5 separate regions of the Mus musculus genome follow, and regions 2, 3, 4 and 5 are each linked to region 1. A link is a contact called in public HiCAR-type and promoter capture Hi-C data. All regions are on one chromosome and are shown on one strand. The core of a region is the stretch at or near the end of the contact, and the rest is flanking DNA. Distances in the headings are between cores, read along the strand shown. Region 1 holds the start of Clec4g (C-type lectin domain family 4, member g). Region 2 holds the start of Prr36 (proline rich 36). Region 3 overlaps Evi5l (ecotropic viral integration site 5 like). Region 4 holds the start of Evi5l (ecotropic viral integration site 5 like). Region 5 holds the start of Cd209f (CD209f antigen).

Region 1 (2,538 bases), core at 22-2,521:
GTAGGGGATCTGATGCCATCTACCCACTGTGGGCACTTGTACACCCGCGGCATACCCTCAGACACAGACATGTACACATGAAAATACATCACTCACCACTGGACAGTAGGGTGCTCAGAATGAGAGCCCATAGAACTGTGGCCACCAGCAGAGCCAAGACCAGGAAGAAAAGTCTTTGTTTGTAGCACTCCCAACGTCCCAATTGCCCTAGTAGAACACAGATAAATTCTGGCTCTCTCCAGGACAGAGGTACAGACAGCTTAAGTACCCTCCTACCACCACACAACATAGTTAGAATTTTTTTAAATTTAATTTTAAAAATTAAAAAAGTCTTTAATTGGCTATTTTATTTTTTTACATTTCAAATATTATCCCCCTTCCTGGGTTTCCCTCCACAAACTCCCATCTCATTCCACCCCCCACTGCTTCTATGAGGGTGCTCCCATACCCACCTGCCCACTCCCACCTCACCACCCTAGACTTCCCCTACATTGGGGCACTGAGCCTTCACAGGTGGAACACAGACTGAAAGAAAGGCCATCCAGAGACTACCATATGCAGCCACCAAACCCAGACACTATTGCAGATGCCAAGAAGTGCTTGCTGACAGGAGCTTGAAATAGCTGTCTCCTGAGAGGCTCTGCCAGAGCCTGACAAATACAGAGGCTGATGCTTGCAGCCAACCACGGAACTGAGCATGGGGATCCCGATGGAGGAGTTAGAGGAAGGACTGAAGAAGGAGCTGAAGGGGTTTGCAACCCCATAGGAAGAACAACAATATAAACCAACCAGACCCTCCAGAGCTCCCAGGGACTAAACCATCAACCAAAGAGTTCACATGGAGGGACCCATGGCTCCAGCTGCATATTTAGCAGTCTTAGAATTCTTATGCCAGTGTAACCAGAATCTATGTAACAAGGTGTCTGTGGCTGGAGTGATACCTGTCCCCACACAGGTTTTCTGGGGGAGACTTGGGTGATGCTGTTTCTCAGTCCAGGACCCAGGACCCAGCCCTTAGGACCCTGGGAAGTCCTCACTCCAGGATGTGATGTCCCCATGCCTGTGCTGCGGGCACCACCATTCCACAGTTCTGTCCATACAGTGGTGTCTCCTGTATGGTTTTGCCGTTTCTTCTCCCCAGCCCTCCCAAACTGCAAACATTAGAACAGAAGAACCCATGGAGGACGATGGGGTGATTCTCTTTCTCCTACCTCTGGAGACCTCTTCAATTGCACTGCCCAGCTTGTTGTATTCACCAGTGTTCATGGTGGTGGTGGCGTCCAGCCCTGGACAGAGATATAAATTTAAGTCTCCACCCTAGCCCTATCCTATCTCCCTCCCTCCCTCCCTTCCTTCCTTTCCATGTCGGTGGCCTCAATACTTTTGTGTAGGAAGCCAGCTAATGGTCAGTCGCAGTGCTGGGCAAGGCTAGGACTGTGAGGGGCAGATCAAACCTCTGTGGCTTGATCATTGTAGCTGTGTTTCCTGCACAGAAGGTGTGACGACTCATCTTTTGGTGTCTATGGAGGCATAGACCAGGAACACAGCACCCATGCACAGATAGGAGACATACATAATGTATACACACAGTGCCAAGAAGATATGTGTTTGGTTTATACCAGTGGTTCTCAACCTTCTGTCTCTCTCTGTGTAAATGTATGTATGTGTGTGATTGTGGAGGTCAGAGGACAGATTGGAGTGTTGTTACCCAGGCACCATTTATCTTTTAAATATTGCATTTATTTAGTTATATTGTGTGTTTTGGGTTCTTGCATAGGATTAGAGATCCCTCTAATGTACATTCACCTGACAACGTGTGAGAATTGGTTTTCTCTCTACACCATGTGGATTCTGGGATCAAAGCCAAATTGCCAAACTTGGCAGCAAGCTCCTTTATTCATTGAGCTGTCATGGTGACCCCCATCCACCTTTTTTTTTTTTTGGAAACAGGGTCTCTCTCTCTTTTTTAAAGCTTTTAAAAGTTTATTGTAAGGTTCCCTTTGTTAAATTATGTAATTACTACCTAAAGCAATGTGATATATTTGAAGTTACATTTTTTATTGGATATTTTCTTCATTTACATTTCAAATGCTATCCCCTTTCCTAGTTTCCTCTCTAAAAGTCCCCTATACCCTCCCTCTGCCCTGTTCTCCAACCCACCCACTCCTGCTTCCTGGCCCTGGCATTCCCCTGTACTGGGGCATATAATTTTCGAAAGACCAAGGGCCTGTCCTCCCAATGATGGCCGACTAGGCCATCCTCTGCTACATATGCAGCTAGGGACACGAGCTCTGGGGGTACTGGTTAATTCATATTGTTGTTCCTCCTAGAGTGTTGCAGACCCCTTTAGTCCCTTGGGTACTTTCTCTAGCTCCTTCATTGGGGGCCCTGCGTTCCATCCAATAGATGACTGTGAGCATCCACTTCTGAATTTGCCAGACACTGGCATAGCCTCACAAGAGACAACTATATCAGGGTCCTGCCAACAAAATCTTGCTGGCATATGCAATAGTGTCTGGGTTTGGTGGTTGTTTATGG
Region 2 (2,538 bases), core at 25-2,524, 500 kb after region 1:
CTCTCTCCTTTCCCAGAAGCTGGGGGCCTGTTGGCTTCAGGGAGAAGACAAAAATCAGTGGTACTTCTGAAAAAGAGGAGTATCTAAGAAGGAAGAGAGAAGGTAAGCAGAGTGCAGATGGAGGTCACAAATAAAGCTGAGTACCTGGGCTACGAGGACCTGCCCCAGCACTGCGCGCTGGTGCCCCGTGAATAGTGGTCTGTGGAAGAGCTGCTTTGCTGGTCTGTGGAAGAGCTGCTTTGCTGGTCTGTGGAAGAGCGGCTTTGCTGGTCTGTGGAAGAGCGGCTTTGCTGGTCTGTGGAAGAGCGGCTTTGCAGACGCCTGGGGCTCGCTCCACCAGGGACCTTCGCCCCATAGCTCCGTTTGCTTCCAAGACTCGAAGGGCAGCAGTGGTCACAGGGGGAGGAGGTCGAGCGGACCCAGAAGGAGGCCTAGGGGTCAGAAGGCCAGGGGGTCGTGAAGACGGCATTCGCGGGGCAGTTCCTGATTTGACGCTATCCCTCTTGTCCATACCGCACCTAATGAGGAAGACAGGAGGCTTGGTATCCCAGGTCCTGAACCAATCACTACAAACCATCCTGAAGCCTCCCTGTGCTTCCTTCTAGCATCGCCACCCATGGGTGCCTAAACCTCAGCCTAAAGAGCCTCGATTTGTTTTTCTTCTAAGCACCCACACCCGCTCACCAACCTGGCCGCTTTCAAGTCCTACGGCTACCTCCATCCCCAAGGCTAAGACGCCCTGTTCAGTCCCCACCCTCCGACCCCCGACCCCGCCTCTGCCCTATTACAAGAACAACATCCACTCCCCTACCCCCTCGCCTCTTGAAAACCTAAATGACCAATCCGGCAAACAGGGAAATGCCTCCGGCTTCCAGATTCAGGGGCCTCAGTGTGCACGCCGATGGGGCTTCGCCAGCGTCCTTCCTCAGGTTCCACAGGCACCTGCACAGAGAAAAAGAGTGGCCTTGTTGCCCGCGAACGGGCTCTGGGAGACAAAGAGCTGACCCCTCCCCCAGTCTGGTCCCCTATGCCAACGATCCGCCCGATCCACCTGCTCACAGCACGCGTTCACCTCCGCCTCTGGGCACCAGCCGCTCCACACAGGGTCGCTTGGGGTGGGGCTGGGCCGGAGAGCAGTAGCGGGGAGCAGCGAAAAGGCAAGGGGAGGGGGCTTCAAGCGACAGAGCCTAGGGAGCTTGGCCACGGCCCCGCCCCCCAGCTTCGGGTGGGGAGAGTAGAGGATGCGCGCACTCGCTCTCGGTCCAGAGCCGAGAGCGTGCCGAGAGGGCTAAGAAAAGAGGCGCGCCTCCGAGGGAGGTGCGGGTGCTGCCTCCCTGTAATACCCCAGAAGAGGCCGATTTCAATGGTCGTGTCTAGCAACCACAGAACTCGAGAGGCTCAGTGGGGGAATCCTTGAAGACCCTCACAGTCCTCTACTCAAGCTCTTGCACCTGCTCCGACACCCCCCTTCTCTAGCACTTGGAGACAGACACTCTCCTAGACAAGGGATAGGCTGGGCCTTGGCAACCAGTAGGGCGGGATCATTGTGCCTCTGGCCCACCAACCAATCCAGCCATTTTGTGTGCCCTGGTCCTCTTTTCCTGCACTTGATGACTATGGAGGCTAGATAGTCCTGCGACACCTGTGCCAGGTCACCTATTTTGTAACTTTGACTTTTCTCACAGCCCTTACCTGATACGGTTGGTGGGAGAATGAGAACCCTGGGAGTTACTTTGTATTACATTTTATTTGGTGTGTGTGTGTGTGTGTGTGTGTGTGTGTGTGTGTGTGTGTGTCCTTGTGCACATGTCACTGCATACTGGTAAAAGTCAAAGAACAACTTGTAGGGCTCAGTTCACTCCTACAACCAGTGGGTCCTGGAGATAGAATCCAGGTGATCAGACTTGGCCGTAAGTGTCTTTACCCACTGAGCTATCTCACCAGGCCCCAAACTCTTGGACTTAGAGGATGCACAGCAGATCCCAGAGTTGAGAGGAGAGAGGAAGAATAGCGGGATGAAAGAAAGGGAGAGAAATAGGAAACACGATGGTGGCTCTGCCTTCTGTGGGGCAGAGCATCTCAACTTTGCTGGCCCACAGGCAGTCAAGTCCTCAGAAACTTCCTGGCAGAGCTGAATTTGTGGAGTATCAAAAAACACGATTACAGAGGGAAAGAGAACTCTCTAAAATGTGTATGAAGAAACTGAGAGCACTCTGAGTATCTCAACCCAGTTGAACAACTAAAAGCTGTCACTTTAGTTTAGTTTGCCAGCTCATGGATCCAGTGGGGCAGGTGTGCCTTATAAGGCATCTTACCCATAGAGGATGTTAAACCAAGACCCTGGTCTGTAAGGGATCTCTGAAGTATATGGGCTCATTGAGTTGGCATTTTGGGCTGTACAGCCAATACTCTAGAGATACAGGCAGAAGGCTCCTGAGTTCCGGGTCCGCCTGGGCTACTTAAGGTTTATTGACTCATCACAGTGCTAACTAGATAAAAGAAATGAGTCCAGGAACATCTTCAAAAGTTTCAGAAGGA
Region 3 (2,538 bases), core at 11-2,510, 480 kb after region 1:
ACACACCCAGCTCAGGTTTTCTTGTGGGTTGTTTGTTTGTTTGTTTGTTTTTAATAATTTTGAGCCAGGCAGTGGTGGTACAAGCCTTTAATCCTAGGACTCAGGAGGCAGAGGATTTTGTATAGCTTTTGCTACCCCACCTAAGCTCTGGCACCAGAGAATATTGAATCTGTGGATGAAAAACACAGACACACACTCATTGCTCAATTTCAACTTGACTTATCGGCTCAATTGCTGGGCATTATTAATCTCCCGAGGCTAGTATGCCCTCCCCAGTGCTCTTAGCTCAGCATCCTCAATCTAACCTCAACCTTAGCTGTTCAGTTTTTTTAGACCCCGCTCAACATCTCACCCTCCCACCTGGAGAGAGCAACCACAGGCCATTCCTCCCAAGATCTCACATGGCTGCTTGGTTTGTTTTTTGGTTTTTTTTTGTTTTTGGTTTTTGGTTTTTGTTTTTTTCTCTCCAAAGCAGGGCAAACTCCTGCGTCTGCCAGCTTGCCTGCTTCCCCAGAAGTCCTGACTATCCTTCCGCCCAGCATTGCCCCATGGCATCTTTACTGATAGATCAAGAACCAATTGGTGAACAGGAAATTAGCATCAGAACCACCCCTACAGCAGAGGCAGGATGACCTCTGAGTTTAAGGCCACCCTGATCTACAGAGTGAGTTCCAGGACAGCCAGGGCTTTACAGAGAAACCCCGTAATTCAAATGAAAATAAAAGCATTTTGAGACAGAATCTCATATAGACCAGGCTGACCTCCAGTCCAATAGCTAAGGATGACCTTGAATTTATGATCCTCCTGCCTCTGCCTCCCAAGTACTAGGATTACAGGCATGTGCCCCAAGCCAGGTTTTTGCAAAGTAAGGGCTTTTTATGTGTGCTACAAAAGCACTCTACCAACTGAACAATATTCCTAGCACCAAAACAGTTTCATTTTAACTTTTAAAATGTGTTTTATTTTGTGTATGCGGGTGAGTGTGGAATGACATGCATATGGAATGTCAGAGGACAACTGGTAGGAGTTAGTTCTCTTCTACCACATGAATCCTGGGCATCTAAGGTAGGAAGTCAAGCTTGGCAGCAGGCACCTTTATCCAGTGAGCCATCTTATAGGGCCTCGGTATTTTTAATAAACCATTTAGACAGTCATGTGCCTCATTTTCTGAAATTTCTGGCCCAGAACATAAGCACCCTCTGAGGACCTTCCTTGACCTCTGTGGTTGGTCAGTGGAGATTAAGGGCCTAAAGTGCTTGTGGGGGAGGGGGGCTCTGAAGTGCTCTTCTTCTTCCTCTGTAGAGGCTTCGAACAGAGAACCGGCTGCTCAAACAGCGGATTGAGACCCTAGAGAAGGTAAGGAGTGTGGGTACCAGCTGTTGGGTTCCAAATCCAAAACACTGGCAGCTATTAAGGCTGAGGGCATTGCTCTGTCCCGATCTAGCCGAGTTAAGGAGCATAGGCAGGGCAGGCATAGTGGTGGTACTCTTGTAATATCAGCATATAGGAAGAGGAGACAGGAGGATTAAGAATTCAAGGCCAGCTAATCTCAGCCACATGAGACCCCGTCTCAAAAAAATATCTGAGTGGCCTTTCCCTCAGCCTCCCCTAACTCCACGGAGATCTGAGCTGCCCTGTTGTTAGGGGTTCTCAGAAGACATCATCCCACTCTGGATCTCAACTCAGCCCTAGGGTTACAGCTAAATTACAACTCAGTGGATGGCAATCACAAACTGCATGGGTGGGAGAGCAAGCTCCATCACTGGGCCACAAGCAATCCCAACCTGTAATTTGTAAGTTTCATCCTAGGAAGGAAGGAAGACAGACGGGGAGGGGGGGGGGGGCTCATCCCTTGAGGTAGAGAGGCATGGACTAGGTTATGGATGGGGTGGTTTGGGTAACTTAGCATGACTCTGGGCCCTACCTCCTGTTCCTTAGTGTTCCTCATTTGACTATTTGCTGACCACAAGGAAGCAGTAGGTCATGGACAGGATGTTATTACCACACCAAAACCTCAATTCTTGTTTTCTCTCAAGATTAAAATGCATCCCCTGTCCCAGCCCTCTCTGGGATCTCCTCCTCACACACAGTGAAGAGACATTCCTGCTGCTGAGTTTTCTCAGCCTCGTGCACCCCAGCCTCCCCACTCACATGAACCCCCCTCCAGGACAGAGTTGGTTCTGGCTTTGGTCTTTCTCTGGGCCCTCTTCCGCTGGTTCTCTGGTCTTCACTTTTCTATCCCCTGCTTCTAGAGATAGCCCACTGCGTTTAGTGACAAGTGGTTCTTGTCTGTCTCTCCCCCTCTCCTATCCCCTGCCTTCTGCTCTGCCTCCTTCCCCCGTTGCTGGGAACCCCCTTCGCCTGGTAGGAGAGCGCGGCCTTGGCTGATAGGTTAATCCAGGTACTGTAGCTTTTCCATATACCTCTGCACTCTCCAACCCAGGCCCTTCCCGCGTCCCTGCACAAGACAGCCAGTAACCACCTTTTTCCTGGCCACTGCCATTCTGGGGGCAAGAGCAACTTGCATGGAGGGGCAGC
Region 4 (2,538 bases), core at 16-2,515, 450 kb after region 1:
TCCTTCTATGACACATCCTTCCTTGCCCCACCCTGTCCAAGGCCCATAACCCACACCCTGGAGTCATCCTCTTCTCAAGTCTTGTAGCTGTCAATGATGGGTCATACATGCTCTCTGCCCTCACTTACTTATTAAAAGAATCTAGGATCTGGCCAAGGTGGTGAGTGGAAGGTGAAAAGTGGGAGGATCTGGAGTTCAAAGTCACCCTCTGCTACACAGAAAATTTTGAGGTCATCCTAAGACTACAATAGACTCTGTCTCAAAAATTAAAATAAAAAAAAAATAAAAACAAAGTGGAAGGAGAAAGGGGAGGAGGAAAAAAACGAGGACAAGGGGGAGTCGGCAAAAGAACCAAGGTCCCATTCATTCATTCATTCTTCAAGCCTTTAAAGCAGCTCTCACGTGTGCGGCTCTGGACCCAAAGGAGACCTGACACCCCCTCCGCCGCTCTATACCCCATCCCCGCCCCGCCCCGCCCCGTCCCAGGAGAGATAATGGTTGGGGCAAATGAAGGATGCAATCGGCGTTTTGATGCCAGATTCACCCAGCAAGGGTAGGACCTGACCTAACCACCCGGCCACCACAGAGATGCTGGCTCTGAAGAGAGGCCTTCTGCATACGCCCGATCTAAAACCCAAGCCAGGAGCCCGGCCCTTGTCTGGTCCCGCCTATCCTTGCACCGAGACACGCCTCCTCATTAACTCCTCCATTTCATTCAGCCCATGGCCTTAAGTCCTACCGCCCAGGACGCCAACCTCATTCCCAGTCTCACGACTCCATTGGTCAAATACAAGAGCCCGCCTTCCATCAGTGTCGCTGACTGCTTAGAAGTCAGGATCTCTTTCACAGCACACCCCTCCCATCTCAACAGTTACCAGGGACGAGGTTTGAAGAGCAGATAGTAATGGACGGCTCAGAACCTCTCATGATTGGGTAGAATTCCAGCTCTGGGCGGGGCTTAGTGCTTTCAGCTAAGGGTTGCTCAAGGCCTCAGCTTTCCTTCCGAGGCACACCTCTCGCCCATCACTATTAGTAGTTTAGGTGTCGATCAATATTATTACTTATTTTGATAGGTAAAATTAGATGTCCATCACAGATTCTCTCATTTCAATTCGCTCCTCTCCTCAGAGAACCGTAGCCAGGGTCCGCCTCACGGGGTGGCTATGGATTGGTCAGGTCTTATGTCATTCTTCTACAGTGGGCGGAGCCAAAGGCCTAAGGGGGCGGTGAATTGGTTGACTGGGCTGGGGGGCGGGGGGCGGGGCAGCGGCTCCTGTCAGCGGGTGAAATGGCAGTGGCGGAGCCAGCGACGGCCGCGGTCCCCGGGGGTGGCTGATTGAAAGGGGCCGGGCCGCGGGGTTTGCGGGACCCTCGAGCAGACGTGACCGTGGGTCGGGGCATCGGACGACACAGCGCAGGGACAGCGAGGCTCGGCGCGGCGATGGAGGCGCTCTCGGCGCAGGTAGGGCGGCCCGAACCGGGCCTCTTCTCCTTGGGGGCGTCAGTGCTGCGGGGCCCCGCGGGGAAGCCAAACCAGGAGCGTGACCTGGGGTCGCCTCGCCTCCAGAATCCACGCTGGGAGCCTTGGCATTCCCAGTCCCGGACCCTGGAACTCCGGCCTCCGCCCACCCTCCTTCCCGATCCCCTCAGGATCCCTCCCAGGGCTCCTAAGACCCAGTGTCTCTTCGCGACGTCCCCCACAGGCTCAGGACCTCTGTACATCTTTCCCAAGACTCCTCTGTTAGAATCTGTCCAGGGCTTCCCCATCCCCCAGTCTGCAGACCTGCCCCCCCCCACACACACACACCATGAGCGTCTCCTTTCCAATCCACAACCACCACCACCACCACCCCGAGTCCCAGGACCCCTCCCATCTGCACATCTCTTGCCTTTACATCCCCCTAAACCTCCCACTTGGCTTCCTGTCTTCTGTGTCTGGCCTACACCCTCATCCTCTCCAAGGAGACCAAGATCAGAGCCCTATACTCTTTCTTTCTGACTCCACAGAAACCCATGCCTCACCTCTTAAACGGAAAGATTCCCAACTGAATCCAGAGACATCAGCTCAGCCTGCTCACTTGGCACCCCTCCTGCTCAAGGGCTCCAATAAAAACAAAAACAAAAAAAACATCACTTCTAGTCTTCTGAGAAGACTATACACTGTTGCTGATCTTGAGCCATCTAGATGGCATCTTCCTGAAGAAATGAACACTCAGGACTTCCCAAAAGACCAAAAGATAGTGCTGAATCCCATCCCCCATAGACACACCCTCCCCATCCATCTTTCTGATACAGAGTGGGGTCATTTAGATACCCCTAAATATACAGGAACCTAAGGGCCCAACCCAGACCCAGGCCCATGAGTGCTCTCCCCCCCCCATCTCTCTCTCTCTCTCTCTCTCTCTCTCTCACACACACACACACACACACACACACACACATGAGAACTTCTATACACCTTCTTGAGCCCAGTACCCTCAACAGACCTCCTAACTCAGACAAAAGACAGAAGATTGTGAGGTGGCAAGCTCTGTCCCC
Region 5 (2,538 bases), core at 13-2,512, 390 kb after region 1:
TGAGTCAGCTGCTGCTGAATCTGCTGGATCTGCTCCAAGCCGGAGTGTGTCTGCTCCCGAGGAACGGCAACTACAAGGAGAGGTTGGCAACAATTAAGCATCAACTGCGTGCCTGCTCCAGAGCTGGACCCATGAAATCACACTGGTGGTCATATTGACCCCAGGACCCCATTTCACAGACCACAGCACTGAGTCTCAGACTCTGTTAGGCCCAACAGGTCTCTGGCCTCCCCCATCATGCCATGCATCCAGCACGCCTGTGCCCATGGTTACCCGCCTCGTACAACCTCAGAGTCCTCTCCCACCTAGAGCCCCAGTTACCCTTGTCCAAGCTGGAGCTACCCTGCTGATCCTGGGTCTGTCCCTGTGAGTATGCACGAATCCTGGAGACTGCAAGAGAGAAGAGCACACCCATGCCCTCTTATGAACATGACAGTACCTGGCTGTGCCAAGTTCAGTTGCAAGGGAAAGATGATCCCCATTTCAGAGAAGGACAGTAAGCTGCTGGTGGTCACAGATGAAAGGAGGGATGTGGACTTTAGATGTCCCAGCTGTGGTGAATTTGGGGCTAGGCAATGATCACCACAGAGGGAAAATCTAAGAGCTCAGCTACTGTCCCATGCTGGAGTTCTTGCTTAACAAGTGCAAAAATAAAATAATAAATAAAATAAAAACAGAACTCCCCTCCCCCCCCCAAAAAAAAGCAAACAAGTCAACCTAAAAGCATTCTGTACTCCTGTCACCCTCTCCCAGCCCTGCTCTGACTTACCTTGAACCAGGGTGGCCAACATAAGCAAAAAGAGGCCCAAAGAGATGAGAAGCAGCAGAAGCCAGGGGACTTGGGTCAGATGCCCTGCACAACCGACAGATGGGCAGAGCTGAGCTCCCAGGGAGCAGATCCTGCTCTGCCGTGTTCCTTCTGCAGAGAATCCCTGACACCTCTGCCCCTGAGTCATCCTGGTACCTTGTAAACTCTTGGAGCTGCAAATGAGACCCTCGGGGTCATGCTCAGCAAATCCCTGCTCTCCAGATGTGACCTCCTCCTCTGAATGGGGCAGAAGATACGCAGCTGACCTTCAAAGCTCAGCCACCTCCCTCATCACCACCTCTCCCAAGCTGGAGGCCAGGACCAGATCTCTCTGGATCCTGGATCCTGGATCCTGGACCCTGCTTCCCCTAGTTGGTACCCAGCCTCACCATGATTCTTTGACTGATGGAACTCTGGCTCTCCTGCCATCCTCTGCTTCTCTTGACTCCCTCCTCTCCACCTTCCCTCTGCCCTGGGATTTATATAACCCCATGGCCCTCTGCAGCACCCTCTGTGAGGTCGATTCTTCTCTGACTCAGGGGAAAAAAAGGGAACAGGATGGGGACACCCTCACCCCGGAAAAGAGACATGGGGAGAGAGACATTGCTTTACACAGCTAAAAAGGTGCCAGTCTGGGCCAGGAGTTTTGCTGTATATTTTTATGACAATGTCCTTGCTCCAAGCTATATCTAGTAATGGGAGTTGGTTTACTCAGCTGTGCAATGGAGCCCTGAGGAACTGGGGCTCTGACTCAGTTATTAGAGTTCTTGACCAGCATACACAAGGCCCTGGTTTCAAATCCCAAGCACTATAGAAACTGGTGTGTAACTCTCATCTCATAAAGTGTGAGATAGAAACAGAAGGATCAAAAGTTCAAGGTTGTTTCAAGGTTACATAGCAAGTTAGACTGTTAGAGGCCATGAAGAGAAGAAGAAGAAAGAAATAAAGAGGAAAAGGAGAGAGAATAAGAAAAAAAAAAAGTGTCCATGCTGTGAATTTTCAGGGTGAGGTTTAATCCAGTACTTAAGTAAAATATCATGTAGTCTAGTGATGTTATCACGTGAGATTTACAGACATTGAACTAGAGAGATAGCTCAGTGGGTAAAGTGCTTGCCATGCAAGCTTGAGAACTTGAGTTTGATCCCAGGAGCCCATGGGAAAAAAACACTGGATGCTTTAGCATCTGTAACCCCAGCACTCCACAATGAGATGGGCCATAGATACAGAAGAATCCCTGGAAACTTGTACACTGGCTTGTTGCGGTAAATCTCCAACCCAAATAAACCCTGGCAATGAAAACACAACTCAATTAATATGAATACATGCTGTGCACATAGATTGGGCAGATCTACCACTGCACTACCATCTTCCCTGTCTATGAATCCCTTATAACTTGCGGTTTCTCCAGGCCAAGTGTTTCTGCTCCACTTTCTCCTTCTTCTTCCTCTTCCTCCTCATCTGTCATTCTCTTTCTCTCTCTCTCTCTCTCTCTCTCTCTCTCTCTCTCTCTCTCTCTCTCTCTCTCTCTCTCCTTTTCTCCCAAAACCTTCAGCTCTACCTTCCCCTCTTTCTCTGTCCCCAATCACTGGCTCTAGCCTTTATTTTACAAATTAAGGTGAAAAGGTTTCCAGGAAATTGCCTGAGTGCTGACTGAGTCTTTGTTCAGAACCCTTCACAGGAGAATGGAATCAACATCAAATATAATTAGCCTCAGGGCTATCAGCAACACT

What was found. Promoter capture Hi-C pulls out the DNA fragments that hold promoters and counts their contacts. HiCAR-type assays count read pairs that join an accessible place to other places. Capture Hi-C pulls out chosen DNA fragments and counts their contacts.
Region 2: a promoter capture Hi-C map of liver shows a contact between it and region 1. The contact joins the promoter of Prr36 here to the promoter of Clec4g in region 1. A contact is called at or near these places in 9 of 39 promoter capture datasets (the C10 cell line, the HPC-7 cell line, cranial neural crest and 5 more), 2 of 484 Hi-C or Micro-C datasets (LSK cells and embryonic fibroblasts), 1 of 115 datasets of contacts at active chromatin or transcription factors (embryonic stem cells) and 1 of 9 other capture datasets (liver).
Region 3: a contact with region 1 is called in a promoter capture Hi-C map of embryonic stem cells. The contact joins the enhancer-like site here to the promoter of Clec4g in region 1. A contact is called at or near these places in 8 of 39 promoter capture datasets (the C10 cell line, the HPC-7 cell line, cranial neural crest and 4 more), 1 of 15 datasets of contacts at CTCF or cohesin (embryonic stem cells), 5 of 484 Hi-C or Micro-C datasets (embryonic fibroblasts, embryonic stem cells and erythroblasts), 1 of 115 datasets of contacts at active chromatin or transcription factors (embryonic stem cells) and 1 of 9 other capture datasets (embryonic stem cells).
Region 4: a HiCAR-type map of embryonic stem cells shows a contact between it and region 1, with 6 times the contacts expected there. The contact joins the promoter of Evi5l here to the promoter of Clec4g in region 1. A contact is called at or near these places in 15 of 39 promoter capture datasets (the 3T3-L1 cell line, the C10 cell line, the HPC-7 cell line and 8 more), 2 of 484 Hi-C or Micro-C datasets (the HPC-5 cell line and LSK cells), 5 of 115 datasets of contacts at active chromatin or transcription factors (bone marrow-derived macrophages, embryonic stem cells, large pre-B cells and 1 more) and 1 of 9 other capture datasets (adipose tissue).
Region 5: a contact with region 1 is called in a promoter capture Hi-C map of the HPC-7 cell line. The contact joins the promoter of Cd209f here to the promoter of Clec4g in region 1. A contact is called at or near these places in 15 of 39 promoter capture datasets (the 3T3-L1 cell line, the C10 cell line, the HPC-7 cell line and 11 more), 1 of 15 datasets of contacts at CTCF or cohesin (embryonic stem cells), 1 of 484 Hi-C or Micro-C datasets (embryonic stem cells), 1 of 115 datasets of contacts at active chromatin or transcription factors (embryonic stem cells) and 3 of 9 other capture datasets (embryonic stem cells, liver and pancreatic islet).

What each region holds. Positions count from the first base shown.
Region 1 is chr8:3,719,380-3,721,917 of GRCm38.p6, forward strand. Clec4g (C-type lectin domain family 4, member g) reads right to left here and starts at 1,272. Exons shown (of 9, transcript NM_029465.3): 1 at 1,212-1,272; 2 at 97-207. The coding sequence starts at 1,266. The region is part of intron 4 of Gm16553 (a long non-coding RNA gene); the gene reads left to right.
Region 2 is chr8:4,216,038-4,218,575 of GRCm38.p6, forward strand. Prr36 (proline rich 36) reads right to left here and starts at 1,275. Exons shown (of 7, transcript NM_207203.2): 1 at 1,052-1,275; 2 at 831-942; 3 at 145-518; 4 at 1-34. The coding sequence starts at 511.
Region 3 is chr8:4,199,566-4,202,103 of GRCm38.p6, forward strand. Evi5l (ecotropic viral integration site 5 like) reads left to right here. Exons shown (of 20, transcript NM_001346730.2): 11 at 1,303-1,356; 12 at 2,369-2,401. Among named protein-coding and RNA genes, the nearest start is that of Prr36, 16 kb to the right of the region's middle. Within about 2 kb of position 1,261, at least 11 of the 459 cell types and tissues checked have an H3K27ac peak or open chromatin away from gene starts, as enhancers often do.
Region 4 is chr8:4,165,302-4,167,839 of GRCm38.p6, forward strand. It overlaps Evi5l (ecotropic viral integration site 5 like), which reads left to right and starts at 1,266. Exons shown (of 20, transcript NM_001346730.2): 1 at 1,266-1,462. All of the region lies in intron 4 of 4932443L11Rik (a long non-coding RNA gene), which reads right to left.
Region 5 is chr8:4,104,502-4,107,039 of GRCm38.p6, forward strand. It overlaps Cd209f (CD209f antigen), which reads right to left and starts at 1,263. Exons shown (of 8, transcript NM_026956.2): 1 at 1,198-1,263; 2 at 965-1,045; 3 at 770-853; 4 at 322-390; 5 at 1-70. The coding sequence starts at 1,237.